Regions from separate parts of the Sus scrofa genome. Here region 1 is linked to region 2. The links are chromatin contacts, called in public Hi-C maps. All regions are on one chromosome and are shown on one strand. Each heading gives the region's core, a stretch centred on a gene start, on an enhancer-like site or on the middle of the called end of the contact. The rest is flanking DNA. Distances are from core to core; before and after follow the strand shown. Region 1 has its middle 20 kb from the start of CD3E. Region 2 overlaps JAML (junction adhesion molecule like).

The links. Hi-C and Micro-C count contacts between places; a contact is called where the count stands out from the background.
Region 1: a contact with region 2 is called in a Hi-C map of liver, with 2.7 times the contacts expected there. The contact joins two enhancer-like sites. A contact is called at or near these places in 2 of 5 promoter capture datasets (fetal liver and liver), 31 of 47 Hi-C or Micro-C datasets (alveolar macrophages, blood, brain and 15 more) and 2 of 2 datasets of contacts at active chromatin or transcription factors (alveolar macrophages and skeletal muscle).

Annotation. Positions count from the first base shown.
Region 1 is chr9:45,596,969-45,602,473 of Sscrofa11.1, forward strand. No RefSeq gene overlaps it. Among named protein-coding and RNA genes, the nearest start is that of CD3E, 20 kb to the right of the region's middle. Within about 2 kb of position 1,928, at least 34 of the 83 cell types and tissues checked have an H3K27ac peak or open chromatin away from gene starts, as enhancers often do. A contact at or near this core is called in fetal liver, liver and retroperitoneal adipose tissue, where this site is marked.
Region 2 is chr9:45,515,636-45,521,634 of Sscrofa11.1, forward strand. JAML (junction adhesion molecule like) reads right to left here. Exons shown (of 10, transcript NM_001244730.1): 5 at 3,968-4,080; 6 at 2,237-2,474. Among named protein-coding and RNA genes, the nearest start is that of JAML, 14 kb to the right of the region's middle. Within about 2 kb of position 1,601, at least 16 of the 83 cell types and tissues checked have an H3K27ac peak or open chromatin away from gene starts, as enhancers often do. A contact at or near this core is called in fetal liver, liver and retroperitoneal adipose tissue, where this site is marked.

The sequences.
Region 1 (5,505 bases), core at 678-3,177, 82 kb after region 2:
ACTCACAGACATAGAGAATAAACTTATGGTTACCAAAGGGAAGAGGGAAGGGGGAAGGACAAATTAGGGGTGTGGAACTAACAAATACGAACTACTATACACAAAATAGATAAGCAATGAAGATTTACTGTACAGAATAGAGAATTATACCCAATATCTTAATAAGTTAATAAGAAACATAATGGAATATAATCCCCAAAAACAAAAAAAAAGAATCACTGTGCTGTATACCTGAAACTAAAACAATATTGTAAATCAAATACACTTTAAAAAGGGAGTTCCCTGGAGGCCTAGTGGTTAAGGATTTGGTGTCACTGTTGTGGCTTGAGCTCAATCCCTGGCTCAGGAATTTTGCATGCCATGGTGTTGCCTAAAAAGGGAAAAAATATATATGTATATATATATGTATATATATTTTTTAAGTTTATCAGCTTCTTAGAAAAAATACCCTATCTTATGAATCAAATACAGTATTTAGCACAGTGTAGGTGTTCAGTAAACATGGGTGTGGGTGACCATTCAATTTATTGTCTGAACTGGAACAGTGTTGAGAGTGAAAGTGGCATTATTGATATTTACACTGGAAAAACAGGCATACACTAGGGCTTTCCCAGGGACATCAGAATGTAGAGTCACCCTATTTGACACTCTCAGGACCCCTCCAGTCTTCTTTTTTTTCTTTGCTTTTTAGGGCCACACTGGAGGCATACGGAGGTTCCCAGGCTAAGGGTCAAATCAGAGCTGCAGCTGCTGGCCTACGCCACAGCCACAGCAAGGCCAGATCTGAGCTACGTCTTCGAACTACACCAGAGCTCACAGCAACGCCAGATCTCCAGCCCACTGATAGAGGCCAGGGAAGCATATGGAGGTTCCCAAGCTAGGGGTCGAATCAGAGCTGTAGCTGCCAGTCTACACCAGAGCCACAGCAATGCAGGAACCGAGCCGCGTCTGCAACCTACACCACAGCTCACTGCAACGCCGGATCGTTAACCCACTGAGCAAGGGCAGGGATCGAACCAGCAACCTCATGGTTCCTAGTCGGATTCGTTAACCACTGCACCAAGACGGGAACTCCTGCTGTTCTGATTTAAAGTGGTTCATCCTCAAAACTCAGTCCTACTCAGAATATCTCGGCTGCTGCAAGGGCTGAGGACCACTTTTTCTCATGATAGAGCCACTGAACACTGAGAAGCGAAGGTGCTGAGTTAGCTAAGGCACAGCAGCCTCTCCGCCCTCCCTTCCACTCCCCATCCAGGCTTGATGCCTGCAAGGGAACAGCGAGCAGGTTGGACTTGTCGGCTCAGAAGCATTGCTGGGTGGAAAAGGCAGCCCGCTGCTTGTCCAGGCAAACAGGATGTGAGTCTTCTCTGATGATTCAGAGCCGAAGAGGGAAAGCCCTCCCGCCCAGCCCCCTGGGGGGGAGGTCCGTCCCCAGCTTTGCAAAGCGGAAGACAGGGAAAAACTCTCAGCGACCTTGTGGTTTTCTTCCAGTCTGTCCCAGTGTCTTCAGTCTTGCTGAGCTACACTACTTTTAACCAGAGGAAATGAGGCTTTCAAAGAAAGACAGGATACAAATGATCGTTGAGAGCTGCCTCCCTGAGTGCAAGCGCTTATTCTAACGACGCTGGCGTTATCTCAAACGTTTCTAAAATGACTCTTCTGGAACTGCCTTAACAGTCTGAACCACAATGTTTTTGAGATTCCTCATGATGGCAGATCTTCATGCTTTTGAGAGCTAGTTTGATTTTCAGACACAAAGTCACATGGATCAAATCTGAAAAATGTGAGAAAATGAGTCACCAGATGACATTGAGTATAAAATCAGGTCAGTGATGATCTTGTCAAGTGTGTATAGGCTCCCTGAGGTTCCTTTCGAAGACAAAAAGCTAGGTGTTCCCTTGTGATGCAGCGGGTTAATAATATCTGGCATTGTCACTGCAGCAGCTGGGGTTGTGCCTGCGGTGCAGGTTTGACCCTAGGCTGGGAACTCCCACATGCCTTGGGCGTGGCCAAAAAAACACAAAGACAGAAAACTAAAGAACTGTTTTGTGCACAGCTACGACAGGGTATAAAACTCCTCCTAGAGTTTACAGTCCTGAGCTGGATTACACACTAAGGGGCTCTTCTCTCATCACAGAATAAGGCCTTTCATAATCTGGCCCCACCAACGATGCAGCCGTACTTCCTCATTTTCCAGGCTCCTTGAAGCTTGTTCTTAGCCAGGCCAAATGAATCACACGCGTGTTCTGACCTTCGCATATATCTCTGCTATTTTGTCTACTTTGTCCACTTGATGAATTCTTATTTGCCTTTCAAAATTAAGCTTGCGTTTTATGAAGGCTTCCCTGACCCCTGGAGCCAATGTTAATAGCTCCTTACACCTGGTAACACCTTTATTATAGCCCTTGTTGCTCTGTGCCATCATTACCTGTGTACATGTCTGTCTCCACTCTGAGTCCCTTGAGGGCAGAGTCCAGGTCTTTTTGTCTCTGTATCCTCAGCACCTATAACTGTTGGTGACATTGCAGAGGGTCAATGTGCTTTTGCTAAGTGAGGGACTGCATGTCTACCAGATAGGCTCCTATGTGTCCCACACCTCAGGGAAGCTATGCGGTGTGGAGCGCCCTCTGGTGGAACCCAAAGAAGCACTGATGGTGAAGACCTAAAACTGAGCCCCAGCTTTAACTTGGCGTCTTTTGTACCGAAGTGAAGATCATCTCCATGACTGAAAAATCTACACTTCCGCCTTCCACTATTTTCAGCCTCGGAGCCTCATGAAAGGATGGGAGCAAATATATCTATAATATATGTAATAGATTCTATCTGAATATGTGTAATATATTAAATAATAATTGTCAGAATGTGTCTCCTACTTTTACTCACTATAGGTCTTAATTATTGAATGAATGAATCAACCCAGGGGCCTGAAACTTAGAATTTGGAATGTACTCATTCATTCATTTTAATAAATAATGATTTTATTGAATACAAAAACTGAGGCTAAAAACTTAAAGAGCATTTGATATATGCCCCACCTTGTGTTAAAGACATACTAGAGGATTTCATATCTGGCTTCAAGGACTTCATAGACAATTGATACTAGAAACTTGCATCTGCAAAGCTCTCTGAAAATCATTTGAGGAGCTCCTGTCGTGGCTCAGTGGTTAATGAACCAGACTAGTATCCATGAAGACGCAGGTTCAGTCCCTTGCCTCTCTCAGTGGGTTAAGGATCTGGTGTTGTCATGAGCTGTGGTGTAGGTCACAGACACGGTTTAGATCCTGTGTTGCTGTGGCTGCAGTGTAGGCCGGCTGCTACAGCTCTGATTTGACTCCTAACCTGGGAACCTCCATATGCTGCAAGTGCAGCCCTAAAAAGACAAAAAAAAAAAAAAAAAAAAGCAAAAATAAATAAACAAAAGTAAAGGCTTTAAAAAAAAAGAAAGAAAAGAAAATCATTTGAACATATTGTATTATTCAATTCTATTCTTTTTCACAGATGGAGAAAATGATACAAAGTGCTTTGCCTAACCATCCTGCTCTGCTCTCTCCCACTACAAAGTAAATGGTAGAGGAGTTTGCATTGTGACTCAGCTGGTTAAGAACCTGACTAGTATCCACGGAGTTCCCATCGTGGCGCAGAGGTTAACGAATCCGACTAGGAACCATGAGGTTGCAGGTTCGATTCCCTGGCCTTGCTCAGTGGGTTAAGGATCCAGCATTGCCGTGAGCTGCGGTGTAGGTCGCAGAGGCGGCTCGATCCCACGTTGCTGTAGCTGTGGCGTAGGCCAGCGGCTGCAGCTCCGATTGGACCCCTAGCCTGGGAACCTCCATAGGCCGCAGGTGTTGCTCTAGAAAAAAGGCAAAAAGACAAAACAAACAAACAAAACCTGACTAGTATCCATGAGGATGCAGGTTCAATCCCTGGCCTTGCTCTGTGGGTTAAAGGATGTGGTGTTGCCATGAGCTGTGGTGTAGTCACAGATGCAGCTCGGACCTGCTGTGGCTGTGGCTGTGGCTGCGGCATAGGCCAGCAGCTGTAGCTCTGATCAACCCCTAGCCTGGGAATTCCCATATGCCACAGATGAGTCCCCAAAAAAGATAATTAAAAAATAAATAAAATACGACTACAGCCCTTTCAGGGGATTCTGTGTTTAAATCCAAAGTTCTTCCCTTGGGTTCTCACAAAGCCCCACCTTCAGGGTTTCTGTTTCAGATCTGGGGCTAGTCCTAAAATTGTGCATTTCTAACAAGTGATGCCGTTAGATGCTGACCACACCTGAGCATCATGCTATAGATTTGACTGAGGTCAATCAGATTCAAGGTTGAATTTTTGTAAACAAGCAAACTCAGGTGGTATCATGTTCTTCCTTCAAGAGGTACATAATAAGTGGTTGTCTTTTTTTGGTGATATTAGCAATCCTGAAGTCTCAGTGGCCAGAACCATTCATTCATTAGGTGTTGTAAAATGATGATGTTCTAATTTTATCATTCCTGCTTCATTTATTAGCAAGGCTACTTCTAGGAAGAGAAACTTCCCCATCTACTAAATATTTACCCAGGGGGAGAGTTCATACAGGAAAGACTAGTTTTGAACATAAGCTGGTTCACTAGCATCATCTAATGGTTATCATTTAGAGACTGTGTGTGTGTGTGTGTGTGTGTGTGTGTGTGTCTTTTTGCTTTTTCTAGGGCCACTCTCGTGGCATATGGAGGTTCCCAGGCTAGGGGTCAAATCGGAGCTGTAGCCGCTGGCCTACGCCACAGCTACAGCAACGTGGGATCGAGCCGCCTCTGCGACCTACACCACAGCTCACGGCAACGCCAGATCCTTGACCCACTGAGCAAGGCCAGGGATCGAACCTGCAACTTCATGGTTCCTAGTCAGATTCATTAACCACTGCATCACGATGGGAACTCCTGTGTTTTCTTTTAGTGTCATTATAAACTCATGGCAATAAATACATTTGGTAACTTTCAAACATTACAGAATTTTTTTTTGGCTTTTACAAGCTGCACCCACAGCATATGGAGGTTCCCAAGGCCAGGGGTTGAATCAGAGCTACAGCTGCCGGCCTACACCACAGCCATGGCAACACCAAATCCAAGCCACATCTGCGACCTACACCACAGCTCATGGCAATGCCGGATCCTTAACCCACCGAGCAAGGCCACGGATCAAACCCACAACCTCATGGTTCCTAGTCGGATTCGTTTCTGCTGTGCCACGAGGGAAACTCCCCAGAACTATACTTATTGATTCTCAAATTATCCCACCATTAGCTGGTGGGAGCCTCTTCGTGTTGGCTCGTAAATCCCTGTAAGGTGTGTTTGCTGTACTATTTAAGAACACTCAGGTCTGCTATGGAAAAATGAGAGAAGGAAACAAATAAGGGGGATAGAAGAAATTGAGTGCAGAAGTGAGACATGTTAGTCCTTAATGAATTAAGCAGGTATCTGGTGATGCAGGAATCGATGGTCAGGCTGAAGAGGTGAATAATAAATA
Region 2 (5,999 bases), core at 351-2,850:
ATCTCAACTGAGTTTAGCTTTTTTCTCTGTAGGCAATGAAGGAGACACTGAGAGACTAAACAGTTCAGGTTTGTGATTTAGAAAGATGGCACTGAGCTGCATGAAAAATGAGAGGCAATGACTGCGAATGAAAGCAGAGTCGGGTTAGAGGCCTACAGTCCAAGACAGAGATGACGACAGCCAGGATAAGGTAATGGTGATGGACTGGAAAGAAGGCAGCTCCAAAGTCAGCAGGAGAAACGACAGGACTTGTCAACCTGTCGACTTTGGGGTCATAGGACAGGGAAGAATCAAGTGCAACTCCCAGGCATCCCGTGGGCTAACTGTGTAGGTGGTGGTGGCATTAACTGCATTGAAGAGGTGGGCTGGGGAGAGGTGAGCAGGGGTGGATTTGGACGTGCTATATTTGAAGTATTTGCGAAATATTTGGGTGGAATTCATATACATAGAGGTAGGTAGGTAAGTAGATGGATGGATGGATGGATAGACAGACGGACAAGTTGTGTCTAACATAGAACATACTGAATATATGTAGAGCATGGGGTTCAATAATACTACTGAGAAGGCTGAGGCTGAGTACCATTAGAGTATCACTGGAAATCATGCGACAGTGGAGGTAGAAGCAGAAGTAGGAATGTGATGCACTATGAGTTAATGGGAGAGGAGATAGGAGACGCTGGGTACAGCCCTTTAGCAAGCAAGCTACTTGGCTGTGTCAGGAAAGAACTCTATAATGATTGTGATGAAGGTTGCACAACTTGGAATACACTAAAAACCAGAGTTGTACATGGGTGAACTGTACGGTATGTGAGTTGTAACTCAATAAATCTGTTCTAAGAAAAAGAAAAACCAGAGTTCCACCATGGTGCAGCGGATTAAGAATCCACCTGCAGCAGTTCGCCATGGAGGCATGGGTTCGATCCCTGGCTGGGTGCAGTGGGTTAAAGGATCCAGTGTTGCCACAGCTGTGGCATAGGTCGCAGCTGCAGCTCAAATTCAATCCCTGGCCCAAGAACTTCCATATGCCATGGGTGTAGCCGCTTTAAAAAAAGAAAAAAAAGAGATAGATGAGTTAAAGCAGCCAAGGACACAGGTTAGAGGAAGAATTGAGTATATGTGTACGCTGAATGGTAGAATCCCATGGAAAGCACGAGCTTAAAGCTCCATGTTGTGAGGTTCCTGAGAGGGAGGGAGCCCCAGCTGAGCACAGGGGCTCAGATAAGCCCCAGGCGGAGGCGGAAAGGAGCAGAGGATGGCGGGACAGAGATAAGGATGGGGGCAGACATGGGTACGTTTGTGGGCAGGAAGGGAGGGCTTGGAAGTTGAGTGCGTTCCCGCCAATGGCTTCTATTTTTTCTGCGAAGTGGAGATAGAACTTCTGAGAATGAGGAAAGCCATCTGTCCTACTGCCCTCTCCAGCTAGGACCCTGCTATTAACAAGAAGGTACCTCCATCGACTTAAGTCTCTGGCCAGAGGTACTGAGGTGTGTTCCACCCTCCCCCCATCCCACCCCCAACCAACCACAGCCAACCCCTGGGGCCCTAGCAAAAGGCAAAGTCCACAGGCCACATCCTGACTGCGAAGTGGGTTATGGTTTAACTTTAACCCCTCACTTATCAAACTCTCTCAGTCAACACGATTGAGTCTTTATTCTCTTACAAACCACTGGCCTTAATGCACAGTGTTTGCCAGGATACAGAATCTTTGATCAGAAAACCCCTCTATTTTTGGTCCTGGCCCCCTTCCTGTTTCCTCTCTGTTCTTTGCTGTCTCTCACCAGCTCAGGATCACCTTCCCTTCCACTACAGAGCATAGAGCATAACCCTTGAAGCCAAGTAAATATAACTCCAATCCATTTCCCAGCTCCTGTATCTTTAAATTGGTATATTATACCAACGACGAGTGAGGTCTGGCAGAGGCCTGGTATTCACAAAATACTAGCCCTTTTTTCCCTGACCCACCAGCAGGGAAGAACGAGGGTGAGGCAAAAAAGGTGCCAGGGGCACCAAATTTATGGAGGTATCACTCTCAAAGGTCATGCAATCACAGGGTACAAACACTTGAGAAGTACTAACCCTGGGCTTATCAGGGTCACGTAAGTACAACACCTGAGAGAGATGCGCCTTAAATGTTGCACCTTCAAGCCAATGTTGCACCTCTCCAGCCTCACCCTGGTCCTAGCCATGCCTACCAGCTATGAGGTCCCTCCTCCCTCCCCACCCAAATGTTAAATACTTCGGGGCTCTTTCAGGATCACATGCAGCACAATGGTCTTCCTGAATGTCAGGTTCCCCAGGTGGATACTGCAGGTATAGCTTCCTCCATCAGACTTCTTCACTCTTCGGAGCATAATGGAGCCATCATTGCGGGAAATGTCGCCCACCAGGTTCACACGGTTTTGGAAGCGGTCCCAGTTCCGAGGGGACCCCATGGGCACGTTGAGTTTGGGGTCATAGGACAACACAATCTCCTCCTGGAAAGGTAAGGCAAGACATTTGAGATGAAAGAACTGGGGTAGAGGGGTGCAGGGAAGGTGGACAGGGGAGCTCTCAGGACTCACAAGGAAGCAGTAAAGGTATTATCAGAGAGTACTGGGTAACACAAAGTCATGTCCGAACGTGTGTCTGCATACACATAGTTGTGATGGATGTCACCAAACCATGACAACTCTTTTATCTCAAGAGGAGGATGAAGAAAGTGGGAATGAGGGACTTCCTGGGTTTTGTACTTCTTCAGTTAAGTACCTTATTTCCTTATTTCCTATTGGAAATCCAACCGGAAATACCATAAAAAGTAAAGGGTTTTTTTTATGGTATTTACTTTTTATGGTATTTCCAGTTGGATTTCCAATAGGTACCTGAAATGTGTCTAAAACTGAACTCTGGGGAGTTCCTCTGTGGCTCAGCAGAAATGAATTGGACTAGTATCCATGAGGATTCAGGTTCGATCCCTGACATTGGTTAAGGATCTGATGTTGCCATGAGCTGCGATGTAGGTTGCAGATGCCATTCGTATCCCACATTGCTGTGGCTGTGGCATAGGCCGGTAGCTACAGCTCCAATTTGACCCCTAGCCTGGGAACTTCCATATGCCACGGTGCCACCATAAAAAGAAAAGACAAAAAAAAGAAAAGAAAATCCCATAACTGGGGCAACAGGGCACAGAAGAAAACTCAAAGAATAACCAAATGAGAATAAGAATGAAAAAAAGAAGAGGCATTCTCATCATGGCTCAGTGGAAACAAATCTGACTAGAATCTGTGAGGATGCAGGTTTGATCCCTGGCCTTGCTCAGTGGGTTAAGATCCGGCGTTGCCATGAGCTGTGGTGTAGGTCGCAGACATGGCTAGGATCCTGCATTGCTGTGGCTGTGGTGTAGGACAGCGGCTACAACTCTGATTTGACCCCTAGCCTGGGAACCTCCATATGCCGCAGGTATGGCCCTAAAAAGACTAAAAAAAAAAAAAAAAAAAAAAAAAAAAAAAAGAAGAATAAGAAGAAAAATAAGCTCTTTAAATCTTTAAAAAAAAGAAAAAGAAAAAGAAGAAGAATGCACTCTCATGTCTGGCCCATGGCTTTCCTGGCAAGGCCACAAAAATCATCCCCTTCGTTATTCCAATGACCCTACAAAGAGGAGAAGAGGAAAGAAACTAAAAGGCAGTGGCCAAGCCATGTACAAACGCTCTACGTAGACTGCTCCTACTTGCATTTTGACAACCCGAAAAGTTGAGCAATAACAGCTCAACTTCTTCTTCATCATCTTCATTAGAGTCAGTTTTCCCAGCAGGAAGCTGAAACTGCCCAGCTAAGTGGCTGAGCCAAGAAGCCCAGTTAGGACAAGCTCCAAAGTCCAAACCTTTGCAATACCACCACATGGCACCTGGTGCCTAGATTCCTCCTATCCCACTCTGTCCTGACACCGTCGGCCAGGGGCTGCTTCTACACCGTGATGGTTTCTCCTCCTTACCTGGGCGTGCTCTCCTGATGAGAACATCCATTCTATCCTGGTCACATGCTTCTCTTCTGTGCTCTGGAAAACACATCCCATCTTGATCGAATCACCCACCTGAACCATGAGCTCTGGGGATAAAATGGTAAATCAAGTCAAACTCAAGATAATATCTATAGGGAGTTCCCATTGTGGCACAGCAGAAATGAATCCACCTGGTATTCATGAGTATGAGGGTTCGATCCCTGGCCTCAATCAGTGGGTTGGGGATCTGGTGCTGCTGTGAGCTGTGGTATAGGCTGGCAGCTGCAGCTCCGATTTGACCCCTAGCCTGGGAACTTCCATATGCTTCAGGTTTGGCCCCCAAAAGCAAAAATAATAATAACAATATCTCTAGAAGCTATAGAAGCCAAAGAACAGCTAGAGAAGAAAATGTTTAGCCAAAGATACTCGGTAAAATCAATGTCACCACCAAATACTGTATACATTCCCTCCACAGACAATCCAGATGATTCTGTGTGGTCCAAGTACTCAGAGGCCTCTCACTTAAATCAACCTGATACCCCAAGGGTAAGAAAATACTCTCTAGCTACCCACATACATCAAGTCTGAGGGGTCCCACGCTGACTTCATAATGCAATCAACACTTTCTGGTTTTCTTTCTTGCCTTTCCAGAACTTCTCCCACAAGCCCCGACTCCACTTCAAGCTTGTAATAAAGTACAGAAAACCTTGAAGCCCCCCACTTTCTGTTCACCAATTTAGATACCCACATCTGCTTAACATAAACAGGAAGCGGAAAGTTATAGAACTCTCATTCTTATAAATAACTCACTGGCTCTCCTGGCTGAAAAAGTGAATCATGAGTGACTCTCTTCAATTTCTTTTATTCTTTTACAAGTTGTCTTAGGACTTGCTGAGGACAATTCTGGCTAGAGCACAGGTCACAGGACTGCTTGCTACTTAGGCCAAGACAACAGACAGCTTTCCTCCTGACTTTTCTTTCTGTTTTAGTCCCTGCCCCCACTTCCCCACCTGCTCCCCCTCCCTCTGCTCCTGGCTTTCCAATTCATAGGCTCTTCCTCTTACTCATTTGAATAAGCAGCTGACCCCATCATGTGTTTACTGCCAAGTCATTTCAAGAAGTCCCTGAAAAAAAAATTAGAAAGATGCTTCTGATTTTTCAGTCGTGCTCTATACAAATCAACTACAAAGTCAATTAAGAAATGAAAAGCAGGGAGTTTCCGCTATGGCACAGTGGATCCAGCATTGCTGCAGCTGTGGCAGAGGCCAAAGCTGCTGTTCAGGCCAAAGCTGCCGCTTGGATTCAATCCCTGGCCCAGGAACTTCCATATGCCATGCCACAGGTGTGGCCAATAAAAAAAGAAAGAAGAAATGAAAGGCAGGACAGTATTTATGGGAGACACGAGCCTAGGCCTTAACTGGACAGAGTTCCTTCAAAAGAGCTTTAAGCAAAGTTCATAACGCAATCTGATACCAAGCTAAACTTTTCATCCAAATTGTGTTCCTGGAAGAACATTAACTTCCTGCCCAGCGGGAAAGAGGCACAATGGGAAAAAAGCAAAAGAAAATATTATGAACTTGAAATACTTTGAAGGGAATTATTTTGGAGGTAATACCGATAGGGAAGAAAACGCCCTCTCAATCTATGAGCATGTTAAGAACCGAGTCCTTTCAACCCACCAGGCCTGTGCTAGATACCTCGTACCTAGGATAGCACCTAGTCATTACAATATTTGTAATGAGATATGCATTTTTACTCTCCCATTTCACAGAGGACCAAAGTGAAAGAGGCCAGAGCTTTATGACAAGCGAAAGACAGAGCCAGCGCTCAAACCCAGGCCTGAGTGAAAACGAGACCTTGCTTTCTCACTCACTCTACTATTACCACCTCACATAAGTAGAAAAATGGCTGATTCTGGGGCAAAAATACAAGAAGTTAATATTATTTTTATTTGTAAGAATATTGTCTACAGAGAGTTCCCTTCATGGCTCCGCGGTTAACGAACCCAACTAGGAAGCATGAGGAT